Linked DNA regions of Danio rerio: region 2 is linked to region 1. The links are chromatin contacts, called in public Hi-C maps. All regions are on one chromosome and are shown on one strand. The core of a region is the stretch at or near the end of the contact, and the rest is flanking DNA. Distances in the headings are between cores, read along the strand shown.

What was found. A called contact is a pair of places that touch in the nucleus more often than the background predicts.
Region 2: a contact with region 1 is called in a Hi-C map of an unstated tissue, with 8 times the contacts expected there. The contact joins the enhancer-like site here to the promoter of fzd7a in region 1. A contact is called at or near these places in 6 of 18 Hi-C or Micro-C datasets (caudal fin, embryo, hematopoietic stem cells and 1 more) and 4 of 4 datasets of contacts at active chromatin or transcription factors (caudal fin, embryo, gastrula embryo and 1 more).

The regions. Positions count from the first base shown.
Region 1 is chr9:13,497,897-13,503,415 of GRCz12tu, forward strand. fzd7a (frizzled class receptor 7a) reads right to left here and starts at 3,449. Exons shown (of 1, transcript NM_131139.2): 1 at 715-3,449. The coding sequence starts at 3,009. The coding sequence ends at 1,330.
Region 2 is chr9:13,748,085-13,753,603 of GRCz12tu, forward strand. No RefSeq gene overlaps it. Among named protein-coding and RNA genes, the nearest start is that of als2a, 25 kb to the right of the region's middle. Within about 2 kb of position 2,432, at least 5 of the 62 cell types and tissues checked have an H3K27ac peak or open chromatin away from gene starts, as enhancers often do.

The DNA of each region.
Region 1 (5,519 bases), core at 2,199-4,698:
AAAGTCAGCTTGTAAATCAAGTGTTCCCAATATATCAGTAGCCTGTGGGTGGCGCTACAGCACCAGATTTACACTGCTAGAGTTTGTGTAACAAACACGAATATATTTTATTCTATCATGTAAACACGACATTGTAAAACCCAACAGTCAACTTTATGTAATGAAATGAGTGTAGTCAACTCAAAATTGACTGAAAGTTAATTCTACTAATTTAAAAAAGGTTAAATACCTCATTACTTCAACTTAAATTAAGTTCACTGTACTCATATAGATTCTTTTTTTTTAAACTCAAATGGCTAGTAGCAATCGGTTTCCGAGTTTTCTTAATTTTTTGGGTTTTACTGTGCTCAAATTGCTTCATTTACTCAAATGTATTAAGTTCACAGTACTCATTAGGATTAGTTTTTGAACCTAAATGGTTTGTTGCAACCGGTTTCCTCAAATAGTTTGAGTTACCTTAACTTTTTGAATTTTACAGTGTAGCTATATATGACCATGTGCATGTTTTATGCTGCTTCTTTCAATCAAATTAAAATGAATTATAATCCAGACTCTAATACCACATTTTGGTCACCAGTTTTCAAAAAGTTATTCTGAGCACTTTCTGGTTTAGTTTTCTTAAAAAAAAAAAAAAAAAACTAGAAATATCCCAAATGCAATGCTCGAACTGTTATGAAGGAAAATCGATTAACAGAAGTGAAGCGAGTCAGTGTGTTAAAAATCTAATCATTTTATTCAGCGAAACTGTACAGATACAAAGGTCTCTTACCAAATTTTAAAAATCAAGTAAAAAACTGCGAGATTATTTCCATAAATACATATATTCTTTGAGAAAAGGTGATTATTTACACGTTACGTCGTTTAAAGGGAGCTTGCATAAATTCACAGCTGTATACACATGCATAAAAGAATCCGGATCCTAATGCGTACTCGACGGTCCGTGTGTGCACACAAGTATGCATGATTGTCGACGGAGGGCTGCGAAAGTCATACAAGTCCCCGGTTAAAACAAGTGTTGGTACATGTGTGTATAAGGCAAACTACATCCAACATTTCAGGTACACAACCGTGAGCACAGGTCTCACATGTGACCAAGATATGACATCGTGTTACACAGAAATAATGTCTCTTTTTCTCTCTCTCTCCACATACAAATATACGAGAAAACCCAATGGTTAAACAGACTCGGGCTGATAACACTGTTCATGAGGCTCCGTTTGTTTCCACGCACAGTAGTGTCCGCAAAACTCACTCAACAAGTCTCTCTCCGCGTAACAGTCCGCACGAGACATTCAGCCAAAGCATGACCGAAAACGATCGCTCTTTTTCTCATACCGTCGTCTCGCCCTGGTTGCTGTTGCTGAGCCGTTTATAAAACCTGCGCCACGACTGCAGAGTTTTTCCAGACCATATCCAAAATCCAGAGGTGATCCCTACGATCATGGTCATCAGGTATTTGATCATGAATACGGTGAAGTCTGGAGACATGGGGGCGAAGTTGTTAACCGGGCAGGGAACCGCGAATCTCTTGCACGTCTGCATGTGCCAGGTCTTCTCCCACTGCTCTCGGAAAGCCTGCTCGTAGAAGTAGCAGGCGATCACGATAGTGGCGGGCACCGTGTAGAGCACGCTGAACACGCCGATGCGCACCATCAGCTTCTCCAGCTTCTCCGTCTTGGTGCCGTCGTGCTTCATGATGGTTCTGATGCGGAAAAGCGACACGAAGCCGGCTAGGAGAAATGAGGTACCGATGAAGAGGTAGACGAAGAGGGGCGCCAGGACGAAGCCGCGCAGAGAGTCCACGTTGTAGATGCCAACGTAGCAAACCCCGGTGAGCATGTCGCCATCCACTTGGCCCATGGCAAGGATGGTGATGGTTTTAACCGCAGGAACTGCCCACGCGGCGAGGTGGAAATACTGAGAGTTCGCCTCAATGGCTTCATGACCCCACTTCATGCCCGCTGAGAGAAACCATGTAAGAGATAAAATGACCCACCAGATTGAACTCGCCATCCCGAAGAAGTAGAGAATCATGAAGAGGATGGTGCAACCCTCTTTTTTCGTGCCTTGCGCGACGGTTTTATAACCGTCGTCGCTGAATTTGTCGATGCAAACGACTTTGTCTTCGAGGAAAAATCCAGCTGCATATGCAACGGCCACCATGAAGTAACAGCCGGACAGGAAGATGATGGGCCTCTCCGGGTAACGAAACCGCCTCATGTCCACTAAATAAGTGAGGACGGTGAACAAAGTGCTAACACAGCACAAAATTGACCAAATGCCGACCCAGAGGCGACCGAATTTGACTTCTTCCTCTCTGAAATACATCAGTCCGTTGGGTCTAGTGGGCTCGCATGGCGCCCCGCAGTCCTTTTCGCCCATAAAGTGGTACTTCAGATAAGTGGGCACTTTGAGTTGCAGCGGGCATGTGAATTGCTGGTTGGGTCTGACCACCAGGTTTGGCTGTAATGTAATCAGTTCTGGGACGTAGGGCGTCGGGTTTGAAGTGGGGCTCCCCGCGTCCGAGGTGTTCTGGCCCACGCAGATCTCACCCGCGCCGTGCACCGGGAAATTCTCGCAGCGCAGCCGCTCGGGCCACTGGAAGCCGAACTTGTTCATGAGGGCCTCGCAGCCCTGTCTCGCGCGCTCGCAAAGGGACCGACACGGCGGGATGGCTTGCTCGAGCACCGTGCAAACCGGCGCGTACATGGAGCACAGGAAGAACTTCAGGTCCATGGAGCACTGCACTTTTACTAGGGGATAGAACTGGTGCACTTCGAGACCGGCGTCCTCCTGGTTGGTGTGTCCCAAAAGATTCGGCATAATGGTCTGGTTGTAGGCGATGTCCGTACAGAGAGGTATAGATATAGGCTGGCAGAAGCCGTGCTCGGGTATGGAGATGCCCTTTTCTCCGTGATACTGACCGCTGGTCGTTTGTAGAGCCACAGTGAAAAGGAGAAGAAAATAACGAGTAATTCCACAACAGTGTTGCATTTTGAGGAAAGCCATTTGTTTTGGATTCGGTCCGAATGAAACGAAGCTGCTGCGGTTGCTCCGCAAGAAAGAAAAAGTTTCTGTGGATTGTTCGTTTGCGAATAAACCAACAAAAACCTCCTCGTCTGAGCTCCCTTTATAGCTCTCGTTGTCTGAAAGCGATCATGCTAGGCAAACGAGTGGATATGTGGAGAAACCCCCTTTTAGAAAGTCCGAAAATACATCCAAACTAAATCCACACCGCGCGCATCGTTGTGTTATTCTTCAAGCGTCTGGAGAGAATCTTTCGACTGCTGTTTAAAGTTTCCCTTGCTCTCCGAATCCCGCTGTGCATCCAGTGACTTTCGAGCTGTGTTTCAGAGAGTCGTGAGTCTGCTGGAAAACTTCAGTTGGTTGTCTTGAACAGAGTGCGGTTTCCTCGCTCGCCTCGCGTGCGCTCAGTAGACGCGCTTCCCACTGACTGGAAGGTTTGAGCGCAAGTGAGGCGCACATACAATAATGTGCCGTCGGTTTCTACACACCCCTCATTCAGAATCACTGCCCCTCCACGTGGGGCGCCTTGAAACCAGCATCGCTTTAGACCAATCGCATGTTTTGTTTTGCTTTGCGTCTTGGTTTTGATTGGTCACTGGGTGTAATTGCGGTGGGTTTCAGTTATCAGAAACTTTCCTTCTATATACGGCGGAGGAAAAAATCCATAGGTTACTTTCTGAAAGTGTGAGGATTCACTGAGCTTGAAAATCCTTTCTCATTTGTTTGATACGCAATCAGTTTTTGTTAATTGATTCAAATTCTTCTTTAGTTTTATAAACAGTTAAAGTGAAAATAATGTGCATATATGGTTATTACTGATTTGCGCATTAAAACAAACTTTGGTGACAAATCAGTGTAGAAACTAGATCCGACTGTTTTGATCTGATTGTTGACAATAACTCTATAACCTAATCATGAACCTAGCACAATAACCTAAGAACTTAATCAATTAAAATATTCTGTGAGTACATAAATATTTCCCGGTGCACTAAATTATTTAAAGGAATCACTTTAATTAATAGTCTTATGTAGTTTCTAATGAATTAGGCTTTTTTCATTTACTCAATAATTTCAGTATAGTATCTCGAACTTTGTTCTGACAACTTTAGTTGTTAAAACTTTTAAAAGTCTCTTTATTTGAATTATGTTGCAGTTTATAATGAGATGTTGTCAGTGTTGTTCAAACCTGTTTCTTAGGCAGTGTGTTATTTTAAACGACAAGAAATTTCAATAAAGGCTATTTTGTTAAACTGGGTTAAATTGTTAATATCAAAAGTTGTCGGAACAGATTACAAGGTCCCATAATGCAATTTAAAAGTGTAAATGAATGGAAAATGGCAGTAAATCATGAGATATTGTCATAACAGTGTATTTTCGTAAAATAGTTTTTTGTATTGAAGTATTATTTTGCAGGAATGTTTGGTAACACTATCATCAAGCTCATATTCACTAATTATTACACGTTTGTCTTTAATAATCTGCTACGTCTTGATTGTGAGGAAGGTGTAGTTTAGTTGGGGCTAAAGAATCTAGAATATGGTCATACAGAATAATAAAATAATAAACAGCCAAAATGCTAATAAGCCACTAGTTGATAGTTTTGTAATATTTTGTTTTATTTAACTTTTATAAGATATTTAACAAAAAAGTACAATACCAATACAAGAAGAAAAATAGTACAGAATAATTGACAATAACCCCCATTCCACACAAAAAAGAGGGATTGTCTCTGTTACCAATTCACACAACATATGTAGCATAAATATATAAACAAGAGATGACAATACTCACATTTTTACAAAACCAGTATTAGGTTTTGTAAAACCAGGTTAGAGATACAGATGAAGATTTACAAAAAAATAGGTCCCCATCTGGTTTTAGCTTTTTTTCTGTAAAGTTTCAAGATGTAGTTTTTCCATTTGAATGTCATAAAGCAACTCGTTCAACCATCTCTTTAAACAGGGAGCCTTTGGAGATTTTCAATTAAGGAAAATCTTCTTTTTAGCTGTAATCATGCCAACTATCAGGGCTTGCTGTTGGGCAACGGAAAGGTGTCCATTAGAATATCCAAAAATAGTCAGATTGTAGTCAGGTTGGATATTAGTTCCATAAGCTCTGTAAAACAATTAAAAAATGTTGGACCAAAACTCATAAAGTACAGTATAAAACCCAAAATGAATGTGTCAAGAGTCCCTTCTGCCCCACCACACCTGTCATATTTAGGAGATACAGAGGGAAATATTTACTTAATCTAGTTTTAGAGAGGTGAAGGCAATGTAAAACTTTCAATTGAACTAATTTACATCTGAAATTTATAGAAACTTTCTTTATTCTCAACAGGGCATTCTGACACTGAAACGGAAAGGTGTCCATCATATAAGAATATGCAAAAATAGCCAAATTGTAATCAGGCTGGACATTGGTTCCATATGCATTGGAAACCAATTCAAAGATTTTGGACCAAAACTGGTATAGAACAGGACAAAACCAAA
Region 2 (5,519 bases), core at 1,182-3,681, 250 kb after region 1:
GTGTTTTAATAATTCTGTAATTAGTTAAATAAGAATTTTAAAAATGCTAATTATATATATAGTAGTGATTGTTATAACCAATTTATTATTTTGTAATACACATATTATTTCGTAAAAGGTGGTTAGAAGAAAATTGATACTATTCCATCTATAAAATTTAGCTCCTCGTTCTCATCATTATCAGTCATCTGAAAAATCCTTGCAGCAGAAGGTGCTGCCGGTCATTCCAGTGGATAGTATGATCCATTAAACTAAGTCCAAACTATTAAACTTTTCAAATCTTCATTAATTTTTTAAATAGGATGTACATCAAGACAGCGGTAAAAAGAAAATCTTAATTTCAGTTTCACGCCAACTTTAAACTTCATCATCAAAATTGTTCAGTATTATTGACAGAAATAATTATCTCAGAACATTGTGTTCTCAACTTCACTCAAAAATGCAGTTAAAAAAAATTGCTGAATTTAACTTAATTGCTTAACTGTATGTTCAGTAAATCGTTAAAAACAAATTCCTTCATGTTGTCCCAACACAAATTGTTGTGTGGAACCCAGCACTTCTTTCAAAGTGCTAGAAGATAACATGACAACATTTTCTATTATGTGTGTTGTCGACACTCTCATAGCAGATTTTTATTATTGATGTTTTATGCAACATAGGTTCATTCTGAAAATGCAGCTCTATATACGAATTATGCAAATTATGTAGCCACAGTTACGTATGGCTGCATTTCATTTCTAAAATGAATGATACAGGGCGGTATGACGCCGTTCCATTTCACACGTACCAGCTGACCGCTTACCTTTGTATAGATAGCTTTTCCATTGTTACCAGTTTGTCTGGTAGCTTGACATGTATGTCAGCGGACTGGAGACACAGTGAGGAGATGACTACAACGACAGGGTTCGAGTTCGTTAAAAAACGTTTCCAGTAAGAATCAAAAAATTAAATAAACAAGTAAATAACTGGGTGAGAATGTGGTAAAATATGAAAACATTGTAAACGAGGGCTTTCTTTTTCTGCATTGTTTTTAAAAATTATTCGGGTTTAGGGGAGTGGGTTGTGAGTCAATCAAGACAATTGGTTGGGTTCAGGGAAGGAGGATGGTCGGTCAGGTAATTAGTCAGTCAGTCAGTCATTCAGTCAGTCAAACAGTCAGTCGACAGCAGCTTCTGGTGTACTTACGTCAGAAATTTAAAATCTCAAAAAGCCTACACAGCAGCCTCTGAAGGATTTACGTGAAAACAGCAGGCACAAATGGCTCTCACGATAGAAATTTGAGATCTTAAAAACCATGCACATCAGCCACTGGTAGATTCATTAAGATAAAATCTGTAAAAAAAAAAAAAAAAAAACGTAGCTCCTGGGACGTATTTGGCACTCTCCAGAAATGTATATAGAGGTAAATTTTCAGAATGAGCTTGAGTTGATTTTATGCTTCCTCAGAAGTGACAGTTTTATTATCTTGAGCACATGCTTTATTCAAAATTGTTATAAGTGATATTTTATGTTAGCACATTGGTTAACATATGTCCAGCTTGTTTGTAAGTTACTTAATTTTAAGTGTTACATAAACCCACCCTTGCAGTCTTCTGGAAGACTACACATTCATAAAACATGCTTGTTTTCATCATTTTAACGCCATATGATTTGAACGATGCAAGATCTATGTCATATTCATGACTTCACATTTGATTCTTGTCATCAATTATTGAGAAAGCTGTGCTCTCGCTGTGTTTTTTCTTTTTGTTCTTCTGTAGGTGTTTCATTATATATGGACGTACAGTTGCTTACACCCATCCTTCTGCGGTTGCAGCAACAGCAAAACACATGACGAAGATCTGGCGAGGGAATACAGTGCAACTGGTCCATATTTTTCCTCTACCATTGTGAAAATTATGGTAAGAAGAGAAATGCAACAGAAACACTGATTTACCACTTCAGTTTATCAGTGTTGTTGAGGTTTTGAGTTGTCATCAGCTAGAAATATAAACAGCAGAAGTGAATACTGTATGATTAATGTGTTATGCCATCAACCAGTGAAAATCACAGAAAGACAAGAATAAGCTAACAGAACCAAACCCAAAACAGTGCTGTGCTACCATCATGCTTTTCTTTCAACAGCAGTTAAATGGACATGCTGATGGTCGAGTTAAACTGTAATTTAACCCCACTTTTGTATTATCTATCATGCAAAAGCTGTGGCCACTGAGTGACTAACAATCCGGGTACACATAAGTAACAGCGCTTGGCCGTGGTTTTTGTGTTAACAGTCTCTGCGGGCATGAACACAGCAAAGTGAATGCATAACTGGATAGAGCTTAGGGATGTATATGTCTTCTTTCATCAAATATAACTGCTCATGCCGCAGCTGAGTGCTCATAAATAAAAACTGCCAAAAACCTCAGAAGCACGACCTTCAAAAGCAGCCAGGGCAGCTGTGGTGTAACGCGGAACTGTGACTACACAAACACACACACACACACACACACACACACACAGTGGAAATCAAAATTAGAGAACAACTATTTCCTTAATCATCTGATGAAGCTTATATAACTGGCAGACTAGCTTTCCAATTTTGACTTTGAAGAAGTGTGTGATGTCAATGAGAGATTGAGGTGAAGTGGGATGGAAATTGGCCATAGAGTGATTTTTTAAAGCTGAAGACATAGGAATGATGATAAGGACAGCTTATTCTCCTGATGTTGAGACTTTTTTGTTTGTTTGTTTGTGAGATTTCCCGTAAGAAACTACTAATGAAATTGACAATGCCAGTTTGTTTATATGGCAAAATTAAAAACCAACCAAGTTGATCAATGTGCTTCACAGTAACCAAACACCACTAACAGCTATGTCTGTGTGAGACTAGTGGTGTCTGTGAGAGATTAGTGATGCAAGCTATCATTCATTCATTTTCCTTCAGCTTAGTCCCTTATTTATCAGGGGTTGCTGCAGCAGAATGAACCGCCAACTATTCCAGCATATCTTTTATGCCTTTCCAGCAACAACCTAGTATTGCGTAACACTCATACACTCTCGCATTCACACACACACTCATACACTATGACCAATTTTGCTTATTCAATTCACTTATAGCGCATGTCTTTGGACTGTGGGAGCGAACACTGGGAAAACTTGCAAACTTCACACAGAAATGCCAACTGGCCCACTGACTCGAACCAGCCACTTTCTTGCTGTGAGAAAACAGTGACAACCACTGAGTCACCATGCCGCCTGCAAGTTATCAGTCAACTTACATTTCACTGATATACAAAGCAAGACACAATGGACAATAAAACTCATCAAAATGTTTTCTTATTGACTTTATTTTGTTCTGTCCTTGTTTATTATATGGTGTAGTGGTGCAGTGAAGGCTCTGTTTCCAGCAGGGGTCTCAATTACAGCTCCCTCCTCAAACAGACTGCAGCTGCTTGGTTTCTTCAGTTGGCAAAAACACTGCCCTCTGCTGGTGAATTACACAAGTACACATGCTCTTTGTGATTGCTTCACAAACACTTTAGTGCCTACAGTAATTAATGGTGCATTCAGAGGACAGGATAGAGAGTAAAGAGGCAGGTTTATCCCCTACACTCAAAAAATATTTTTGCTGTTTTTTCAAACCACTTATTTAAAATGAGTTGAATCAACACAATTCTTCAGTTGTTGTTTTTTGGAGGGGTCAACTTAATTGTTTTATGTTAAATCCATCTAAATTTGTAAAAAACAATTAAGTTGCTGGGTTAAAATGCTGGGTTCCACACAATTTCTTCATGTTGTCCCAACATGAAAATATTAAGCAAAAAATAAAAAATAAAAATAAAAAAACTTTGTGTTGTTTCAGCTTGTCACATCCCCGGCTCTTTCCTGCTCACCCAATCACCGCTCTTCCTAACAAACTACCTCCATCTAAAGTTGCGGTCACACTGGGCTTTTTCTCTCAAAGACTTCTATTCATACGCACACGAATGCGTCAGAGCGGAAACGCAGGGTCATGTGTCAAATTTCGCAGGTTGCTGCGGTGCAAAGTTCAAGCTTGGTGAACTTTGATCTGTGAAATCGCATCACTTAAATGCGTGAGACCAATCGAGGATCAAAACATGACATCTCTGGACAGAAATTTAAAACATGGAGCAATCGCTCACTTTTTTAATGTCTAATAATCTTCTTTAATCCCACCCCATTTCGCAGCTCCGCACGATAGAATTCCGCATTATCAAACTCTAGTGTGACCGCAGCTTAATACCCTGAACCCTCACCGACCTTCTAATCACCTGCACCTGTTCCCCATCATCAAGACACTATAAAAGCTCACCTCATCCTCTCACTCATCGGCAGGTATTGAAGTCGGATGGTTGTCCTCACGTTCGCTCCTTCATCTTCTCCTCTTCTTCCATGGATGTTCCTTATTTGTCTGTGAATCCTTCACACTGATCAAGGGAAGTGAATATTCTCATATGGTGTTTACTTGAAGATCTGCCATTTGTCTGATGAACTATAGCTGCATCCCAAATGGCACACTATACACTATGCACTCATGCACTATGTACTTATGCACTTACACACTCAACAGGATAGTACATGTATGTAGTGTTGTCCCAAATGGCACACTAATGTTTTTTTTCTAAACGGAAATTCAAACCGTTTCCCTGATGACGTTTGACGGTTGCCAAATCAGTGAAATAAACGACCGAATTATCAAATAATACCTATCGTGAGTATTGCCGCATTCACCATCGGGAGGCGATATAATCACTCTCGTAGGAGAAATTTGCTTTCTCCATCCAAAATAAATAAAGTTATCCAACATGTGCGTCCGATAGCTCCGCCCCTTCCGCTACGTAAGCAAACCTGCGGTCGTTGAGTGCGTGAAGTGTCCATCATTACACACTTCATTTTAGCGGCTGAATGAGTGCATCATCCGGGTAATTAAAGTGCACTTATTATTTTAAGAGTTTTCAGTGTGAACACACTACTTACACTATTTATACTACAAAATGGCGTAGAATAGTGCATAAGTATGCGATTTGGGACGCAGCTTATATGTCTGTATACTTAGCCACGGATGTTTCTTATGTGCATTCGGATTCTTCACACTGATCAATAGAAGGGCTTACACTCATATGGTGTTTACCAGAAGATCTGAAATTTACCTAATGAACTTTGTGTCTGTATACTCACCTGCTGATGTTCCCATGAACAAACTGTTTGTGAGATTGCTAACATCAGATGTTTACATTACTAAGCTGTTAAAGAAGATCTCTAACAGCATTGACACCACTTCTTTACTTGCTCACTTTGATTAAGTTACTTTGTTTTAAATAAAACGATAACCATCCTTGTCCACCAGCGTGATACAATTCATTTTAATTAAGTAGTTTGGACAAGCAGCAAAAGTAATTATTTGAATGTAATTAAGGATTATGGCATGTTCATATTTTGATTTTAAGAGTTCACAAGGACAGGCTGACATGCATACAATGTCTAATTTTCTTATATGTGTTTTATCTTAACCTTGT